Regions from separate parts of the Mus musculus genome. Here region 2 is linked to region 1. The links are chromatin contacts, called in public HiChIP or PLAC-seq maps. All regions are on one chromosome and are shown on one strand. Each heading gives the region's core, a stretch centred on a gene start, on an enhancer-like site or on the middle of the called end of the contact. The rest is flanking DNA. Distances are from core to core; before and after follow the strand shown. Region 1 overlaps Ptprm (protein tyrosine phosphatase, receptor type, M). Region 2 overlaps Ptprm (protein tyrosine phosphatase, receptor type, M).

Region 1 (3,607 bases), core at 1,026-3,525:
ACACACACACATACCCCTAATAAAAATAATAATTTATAAGGTTAGAACTCTTTTTTGCCCAGAAGTGATAGCTGTACTTTATTCTGACCCCATGTTAGCCTGGCTTCTAAGTTAACCAGGTGTTTATGAAGTCTTGTCACCATCCCTACGTTCTGGGTCCCCAAAATAAGAAAAACTCTGCCTAGTTAGATTCTGAGGCAATCAATGGCCTTGAAATTCTCCTAGATATCCGGTCCATGGCAAAACTGGCCTTTCAGGGAAATACACACCCTGGTCTTGAGCTATATGTCAGTCAGGACTTCCTACTTCTTGAAATCCAGGTAAGACTGGCCAGGTTCATGTATAAAATGGGGGCATGACCACCCCTAAGGTATGGATGAGATTTTTATTTTAGATGTGAGGGAGAGTACAGCCAGAGGCATCTGGGGGTGGGGGGGGGGGGGGAAGGGAAGAGAAGGGACCATAAGAGAGAGGCAGGAGGGCAAAGAGAACCAGAAGGACACAGGGCTGCAATGACAGGGTCATATAGGAATCAGAAGCTGTAGGAAGGGAAGCCCATGGACTGGGGAAGTTTAGGATAGGAGGCATGGTAATAAGAGCTGAGAGAGCCCGCATGCCATCACTGGACTCTAACACGGTGGTTCTCAACCTTCTGAATGCTGTGACCCTTTAATGCAGTTCCTCATGTTGTGGTGACCCCCACCCATGAAGTCATTTGTCACCAATTCATAACTGTAATTTCGCTGCCGTTATGAATCATAATGCAGAGGTCTGTGTCTTAGGTGACCCCTGTGAAAGGGTCATGACCAAAGCCATCATGGCCCGCATGCTGAGAACCACCGTCCTAGAAGTCAGCAGGAGCTTTGTTGTGCTAGTAGGCACCATAGTTAGCCATATATCTGGAATTTCCTTTGGACCTGACAATCCGCACCCAAATAGAGGTCCCCTGTTCCTTCTCAGTTCCCACAAGAAACGTAGGAACTTCCGAGCTTAGTCATCATTGACATCCAACACCCGCAACTGCACCATGAAAGCCTACTTCAGACATCATGCCTCGTTTAGTGCTGGGCACCGGGTGCTAACTGAAGCACACATCAGGTGCCGTCATCACCCCTCACGTCCTTCCTCTGTAAAATGGGGCCATGTGTTCTATCATCCCATGGTACAAAAAGTTCTGACTAGGTGACATCATGCATCTAGGAAGTAAAATAGTGCTTATGAAGGAAGGGCTGGAGGGGAGAGGGGGTGGTGGCCGACCACCACAGGGTTTCTCCACTGGCTGGAGAACTGCCGGGATTCGCCTCGTGTTCATGCTCGAGTCTGTAACTATTGAAAACCATGGAACTCCATCACAGTTACAGCTAATTCAATTCCGGGGTCTGGCTGGGCAGTGCCCATCCTATACTATACAACAGAGGGAGCCTTCCAGTTAACAGGCAGGAAAGAAGAGCAAGAAGAGCCTATCAGGCATCTCAGGTTAAGTCCCAGGGGCTGCCTTGTTTCACATCAGCTCAGGTAACAGTGGCCCTCAGCAGTCACTTGCCCATTTCAAGGTTCAGTGTGTGTAATACGTAGCCATTTTGTTTCTGACACTTGAGGGCAAGGTCTCACCCTCTGTAGCCATCTGTTGAGCAGTGCCGAGGATTGACCAGTCTCCCTGGCACTGGTCACCAAAGTGACCTGCTGGGAACCAACTATCACCATCCACCCACAGATATTTGCAGGCAGGATCCTGTTCAGCTTCCTAGCTGGAAGGTTTTCTCAGCCTGAAGGGCACTGTTGTCACTGTGAAACTTGTCCAAGTTTCAAACAGGCACCTCTGGGAGGGAAGCTGGCATCAGGTACGTTGGGCAGATTATCCCCTTTGAATCTTGAGCAGTTGACAGGAGGCGTTTGAAGTGCCCAGACTGACTGCAGCCCTCCTCAGCTCCTTCAGCACAGGCAATGTGTACTGACAGAGGCAGAGTGCCCACCCTTCAAGGGATACCTCGGAACTAACCTCGGGAGCCTTGTGGCTCTCTCTCGCACTCAGCCAGCGACCTGCCAGGAGCTTTAAAGAATGACCTCAGCTTTGGGTTCCATTTCAGAAGTCACCTTCTCCCTCCTCGCAGTGTCAGTGGCGGTCAGCATCAGAGACTCTTGAGATGAATTGTGAGTGGTCCTGATGGGACTAGGACCTTGCCGAGCCCCTGCTCCGGGCAGTGCACTCCATGCCTGCAGCCATGCTCTGGAAGACTCGGGATCACGGCATGTTTTGATTCCTGAAGCACAGGGATAGCGCGCGCGGCTTAATTATACCATTCAGAAGCAGGGTTCTGAGCGAGGAAACCACACCAGACAGAGCTGTACCTGGTGATCAAGTGTAATCAGTTTCCAATGTAGGAAAATTTGAGGCATTTACCCAGGTGCTTGGAGGAGGGGACACTGCAATTTGTGGCCTTTCTTTTGCCTTCCCCTTACTTTTACAATTCAGAAACTGGTCATCACAGAATCGGTGAGGATTGGCAGTTTGCACAGGCGGATGTGCTGCGAGAAGGGGGGGACTCGTTTTGAAAATTACAGTCATGCCTAAGACAGGGCAGCTCTGGTGACTTCCGGGCAATAGAGCACTAGCCTAGAAACCTTAAATCCTCCTGAGTCTCCGCCCTCTGTCGTGACCCTGAGGCAGCAGCCACAAGCACCCACTAACCACCTTTGAATGTGTTCAAAGAACCATTTGTGGTAGTCACCGAGACTAATTGCCCAGTTAGATCTGAAAAGAATCATTTTTATGCAATGAGGGATTACATTTCCATAAAAGAAAAATCATCCCTAGGATTCAAAACTGGAGAAATGATTGGAGCACTTGGTGGCCAATTTGTCAGGCACAGCAATCTGACAATGCAGCCTTTTAGAATTCTAAAATCCAAATTACTTCTTTTTAAACACTCCGAAAATAAAAGCATCCTGCAACTAAAATAATCAATCATAGAATGCAAAACCAGAAATAGAACTTTGCCGGGGGCAAGTGATGGTGTTTCCAGTTCAAGAGTTTAAAAAAAATAAAAGCAACCACAAAGAGAAAAGGTTAGAGGACAGACCCCTCGAAAGACACTTCCCATTCACCCCCACATCCCACACTGCTGTCAGGACTCTGTGTGAACAACACAGAGGGCCGCACAGGTCCCACTGCTGTCCACCGTGAATCGTGTGGACAGGCACCACTGATGCTGGAGGACAGGAGTGACAGGCCTCCCATACCACTGGATCTTCCAATCCCAGAAGCCATTGCTGGTGCTGTCACTACAGTGCCAGAGGACACGTGCCACATCAATTGGAGATACTATAGGTGAGTACTCTGTAGCTGTTTTCAGACACACCAGAAGAAGGCATTGGATCCCATTACAGATGCTTGTGAGCCACCATGTGGTTGCTGGGAATTGAGCTCAGGACCCCTAGAAGAACAATCAGTGCTCTTAACCACTGAGCCATCTCTCCAGCCCAGAGCTACTATTCTTACAGTAGTAGCCGCACACAGAGTGCCCCATACCCTCTACTGGCTGCACCAAGCCTACTTCTACTACTACAGAATCTCCATTCTTATGTGGCCACCAGACTGTGAGTCTCT
Region 2 (3,945 bases), core at 586-3,085, 450 kb before region 1:
GCATGCACTGTAGCGATATGAAGCGGTCAGAGGGCAGCTCTCAGGGGCTGGTTCTCTCCTTCACTCTGGCAGCCCCAAGGATTGAACTGGGGTTACTGTGCTTAGCAGCTGAGCCATTTGCAGATCCCAGAATGGATGCTTTCCCCAAACAAACAAAGATCCGTTAAGCTACTAATGTAAAGAGAGGTTATAAATGCAAACGTGTAAGTGCAAAGGAAGTCTAGGTATAACATCAAACTGCTAGAAGCCAAAAGCACGAGAAACACAGCCAGCCCGAGAGAGACATGGCTCCTGCAGACTGAGTGCAGCCAAGAGGCTGCCCTAATGTGTCTTACAGTAAGGAGCAGTACCCAGGTCTACAGCAGCCCCTCTGCACGGCTGAGGGAGTCTGCAAGTCAGGGAGCTGAGATCGACAGTCATTGAACAGGTTGAATGTCAGAACATGGTCCAAGGATGGAGTTAAGTGAGGAGATTTCTGACAGGTTGTAAAAATCTCAAGAAACCAAGACAAGAGTCTTGTGACTTGCGTTTCTTTTTTGTTTGTTTGTTTGTTTGGTTTGGTTTAGTTTGGTTTGGTTTTTCGAGACAGGGTTTCTCTGTGTAGCCCTGGCTGTCCTGGAACTCACTTTGTAGACCAGGCTGGCCTCGAACTCAGAAATTTGCCCGCTTCTGCCTCCCAAGTGCTAGGGTTAAAGGCATGCACCACAACAAAAACAAAGACAAACCATAGAGTTGGTCTTGGAATGTGATCTTTGTGCCCCTCCCAGGTGTAGCAAATAGGAGAGACCTTACTTCAGGTTATTCATTACAACTGGCTCTTGTTATCCATGTAAAAGCATGTTTTTGTCACCTGCAGTTTATCCTGGTGATTGTACACTTTACTTGTGTGACTCCGCTTAACCCACAGAGGATAAACTGTCTGATGCTCTGAATAAAGCGGGCTATTGCATGAGACGTTAGTCCACCTTATTCATCAGTCCTGTTCTCTCAGGTCTCATCACCAGCTAGAACAATAAATGGTTCAGCATCATAGGAAAGCAGAACCCTTACAGGTACAGCTACCCTTGTTAGTTATTTGTTGTTGTTGTTGCTGAGACCTAACCTCTTATGGCAGGAAGAATTTACCTGGAGCTCACAGTTTACAGGAATACATCCCATCATGTCTGGGAAGGCATGGGGAAGTGGGTATAGGTTTGCTGGTCACCTTGTGGACGTAGTCAGGAAGTAGAGGTGGCTGCTGGTGGCCAGCATGATTTTTTTTCTTTCCTCCATTTTATTCAGGCTGGGGATTCCAACCCACAGGGTGGTACCACCCACTTTTGGGGTGCACCTTCCCTTCCCTGTTAAACTTCCTGGAAATCCCACTGAAAGACACTCCCAGGGGTGTGATTCCTAGATGACTCCAAATCTATTCCACTTGACAATGACCATTAACTACCTCACGGTATAGCAGCATAATCTCTAAAAATGTGTAAAAGACAAAATATTACCTAAGTTTCTAACTGCGGAATGAGAAAGTTTGCCAAAGGGGGAACAGGCTGAGAATATTGGCAAAATATTGACACAGTCCTTCTTTGGGCAGCTTACAAATACATACCCTGCCATTCTGCTCCAAGTCCCTTCAAAGGAGACTGGTGTCTTTCTGCTGTGTAATTGTGCAGTCAAGCCGTAGATCTATAAGAAAGAGTTGACGTGGGGCAGCCCCTGTGATAATGTGATTTGCTGGCAAGGCACTTTGCTTTTCTGCCAGCGTGCAAACCTTCTGACAGCTCCTTGGCTTCAGGAGTCGCCTGGAAAAGGAAACATATGCAAAAGAGAAGGAGAATTCTGCTTTCCTTCATGTTTTGGTATTCCACACAGCTCATCAGAAATGTACGCATTGGCTGGGGTGTAGCTCCTCAGCAGAACTCCTTCCTGGCATGCTGGAAGCCTTGGCTTTGATTCCCAGTGCCCATACTAAAATCCAACAACCAGTGGATAACCACACAGCCATGATCAGCAGGAACGAGACCCAGAGGGCTGTTAATAATCATACCAAGAGAAAATGATGTCAAGTTTGGAGGAAGATGGACTGATAAGTTTCATGGGGAGTCAGACGGAGCTAGCTAATTGTTAGTGGACGCGACTGAGCACCAGGACAATTGAACTTGGCTTCTCAATATGTATTTTGTTTTGTGAATAGGAGTCACTCAGTGACCGGTAAGAGCATCTCTGTTGGTTAGAAGTGATAGGGGGAACCAAGAGCTTCTGAAATGGAAAACAGGGCTTGAGGCCTTGGGGGGACAGAGTTTAAGAGAGCTCAGAAGAGCATTGTATTGCATACTTGCTCTCTTTGAAGCCACCTTTGTCTACTAAGAGAGAAATAGCTTCAATTGGGGGGGGTAGGTCTTTTTTTTTTTTTTTTTTTCTAATCAGGTTTGTAGCTTTGAACTTCAATGAAAACTGATTTCGTAATTGTTCCTCAGTAGAACTCCATTCTCTCTCTCTGGTTGTCTTTTCAGTCAAAGAAGCCCAGCTAACGAGAGCAGGTGTTGGAGAGAAAGGAGCCATCAAGTGATCTCTCTATCTGTTGAACCTAGACTACAGAACTGAGAGTCGCTGAATTGGCCATTTGTTAGCATGTACTCCAGGATTTACACACACACCCCCACCACCACCAATCCTTCACAAAACACAAAATTTAAGCGACAATACCACAGATGATGAAAGAAAGCCATTCCTAAGGTAAAGGATGTGATAGATGGAAGTCGTGCTTCCAAATGAGCGGCTGTGTGCTGTTTTCTAGGAACTCACTCTCCTCCTCTGCTGAGTGAGTGCTGTGTTCAGTCACAGAGATGTGGGGGGGGGACACAGGAGCACACCAGGGGGAGAGCTCTGTGCAATTCCAGTTCTGCTCCAAGACCCCCCCCCCGCCTCTTCCGTGCAGGTCAGAAATAATGACAGGCTGCTAGTCTCCTTCTTTACATTTCTACAGAAGTTCTTACCTTTAATAAGAATTAATTGAATTATCCATCAAAAATCCTGAAAGATTTCATAAAAAATATGTAAGAGAAAAAAATTATACAGAGAGAGAGAGAGAGCCAGCGAGAGAGAGAGAGAGTGAGAGAGCATCCAATCTCATTTTGCTGGAAACTCCATTAGGAAACAGAAGCTTGTAGTATAAGATCCTGGCACTGTTTCAAAATGCAGGTACCAGAACCAAAATATTCTTTGACTGGCTCCCTAACCTTAAGATACTACTTAAGGATGGATCTAATATCTAGAATTGCACACACCGGATTGTTAGCAGTTGGTCATCTGTGAGGCATGAAATTGAAAGTCGACAGAGTCCTCATTATTGCTGGATTTTTTTTGACCCCTGTCCCTCAGGGGTTAAACCTGTCGGTTGCTGCTTATATCAAAACATGTATCTGCATTTCTATAGCTCACCCCCCTGTCTATTTAAATAGTCCCTAGATTATTTATAGTACACAAGGCAATATAAATATTATAGAAATAGTTACTAAACCACATTTTCCAGAGAAGAGTGATTTTTAAAAGTCTGGCATGTTTAAGATAGATACATTTGTTTTTCTGAATAATTTTGATCTATGGCCAATGGGCCTTCTGCTGTAGAACTCCCAGACATGGAGACCCCATCTGAGTATGGTCGTCTTCCTCTCGCTGCAGAGAGCAGCTGTTCCCCTGCCCTCTGAGTGTGTCTTTGTTCATTGTGGCTTGCTGTGTCCTTCCCCGAAAGTTCATCCTAGGGGCAGGGCTAAAAGGCAGAGCATGCTTGTCTCACATGTAGAAGGGCCTTAGCTTGAGCCTCAGAACTGTAAAAATAAACGAATAAATAAACCAACAGATGAAGAAATGAAACAGTCAGCTGTGACGGAATAGTGTCCCCAACGTTATGAGGCATATCTGTCATCCAGTGGTTTATGGAGCATAGCCTCATGGGAA

What was found. HiChIP or PLAC-seq counts read pairs in DNA pulled down with a chosen protein or histone mark.
Region 2: a contact with region 1 is called in an H3K27ac HiChIP or PLAC-seq map of SST interneurons, with 3 times the contacts expected there. The contact joins two enhancer-like sites. A contact is called at or near these places in 2 of 484 Hi-C or Micro-C datasets (nephron progenitors and ventral hippocampal neurons), 3 of 115 datasets of contacts at active chromatin or transcription factors (SST interneurons, differentiating embryonic stem cells and embryonic fibroblasts) and 1 of 9 other capture datasets (embryonic stem cells).

What each region holds. Positions count from the first base shown.
Region 1 is chr17:66,670,514-66,674,120 of GRCm38.p6, reverse strand. All of the region lies in intron 30 of Ptprm (protein tyrosine phosphatase, receptor type, M), which reads left to right. Among named protein-coding and RNA genes, the nearest start is that of 1700016K05Rik, 42 kb to the left of the region's middle. Within about 2 kb of position 2,275, at least 7 of the 459 cell types and tissues checked have an H3K27ac peak or open chromatin away from gene starts, as enhancers often do. A contact at or near this core is called in SST interneurons, where this site is marked.
Region 2 is chr17:67,118,886-67,122,830 of GRCm38.p6, reverse strand. The region is part of intron 2 of Ptprm (protein tyrosine phosphatase, receptor type, M); the gene reads left to right. Among named protein-coding and RNA genes, the nearest start is that of Mir5709, 95 kb to the right of the region's middle. Within about 2 kb of position 1,835, at least 6 of the 459 cell types and tissues checked have an H3K27ac peak or open chromatin away from gene starts, as enhancers often do. A contact at or near this core is called in SST interneurons, where this site is marked.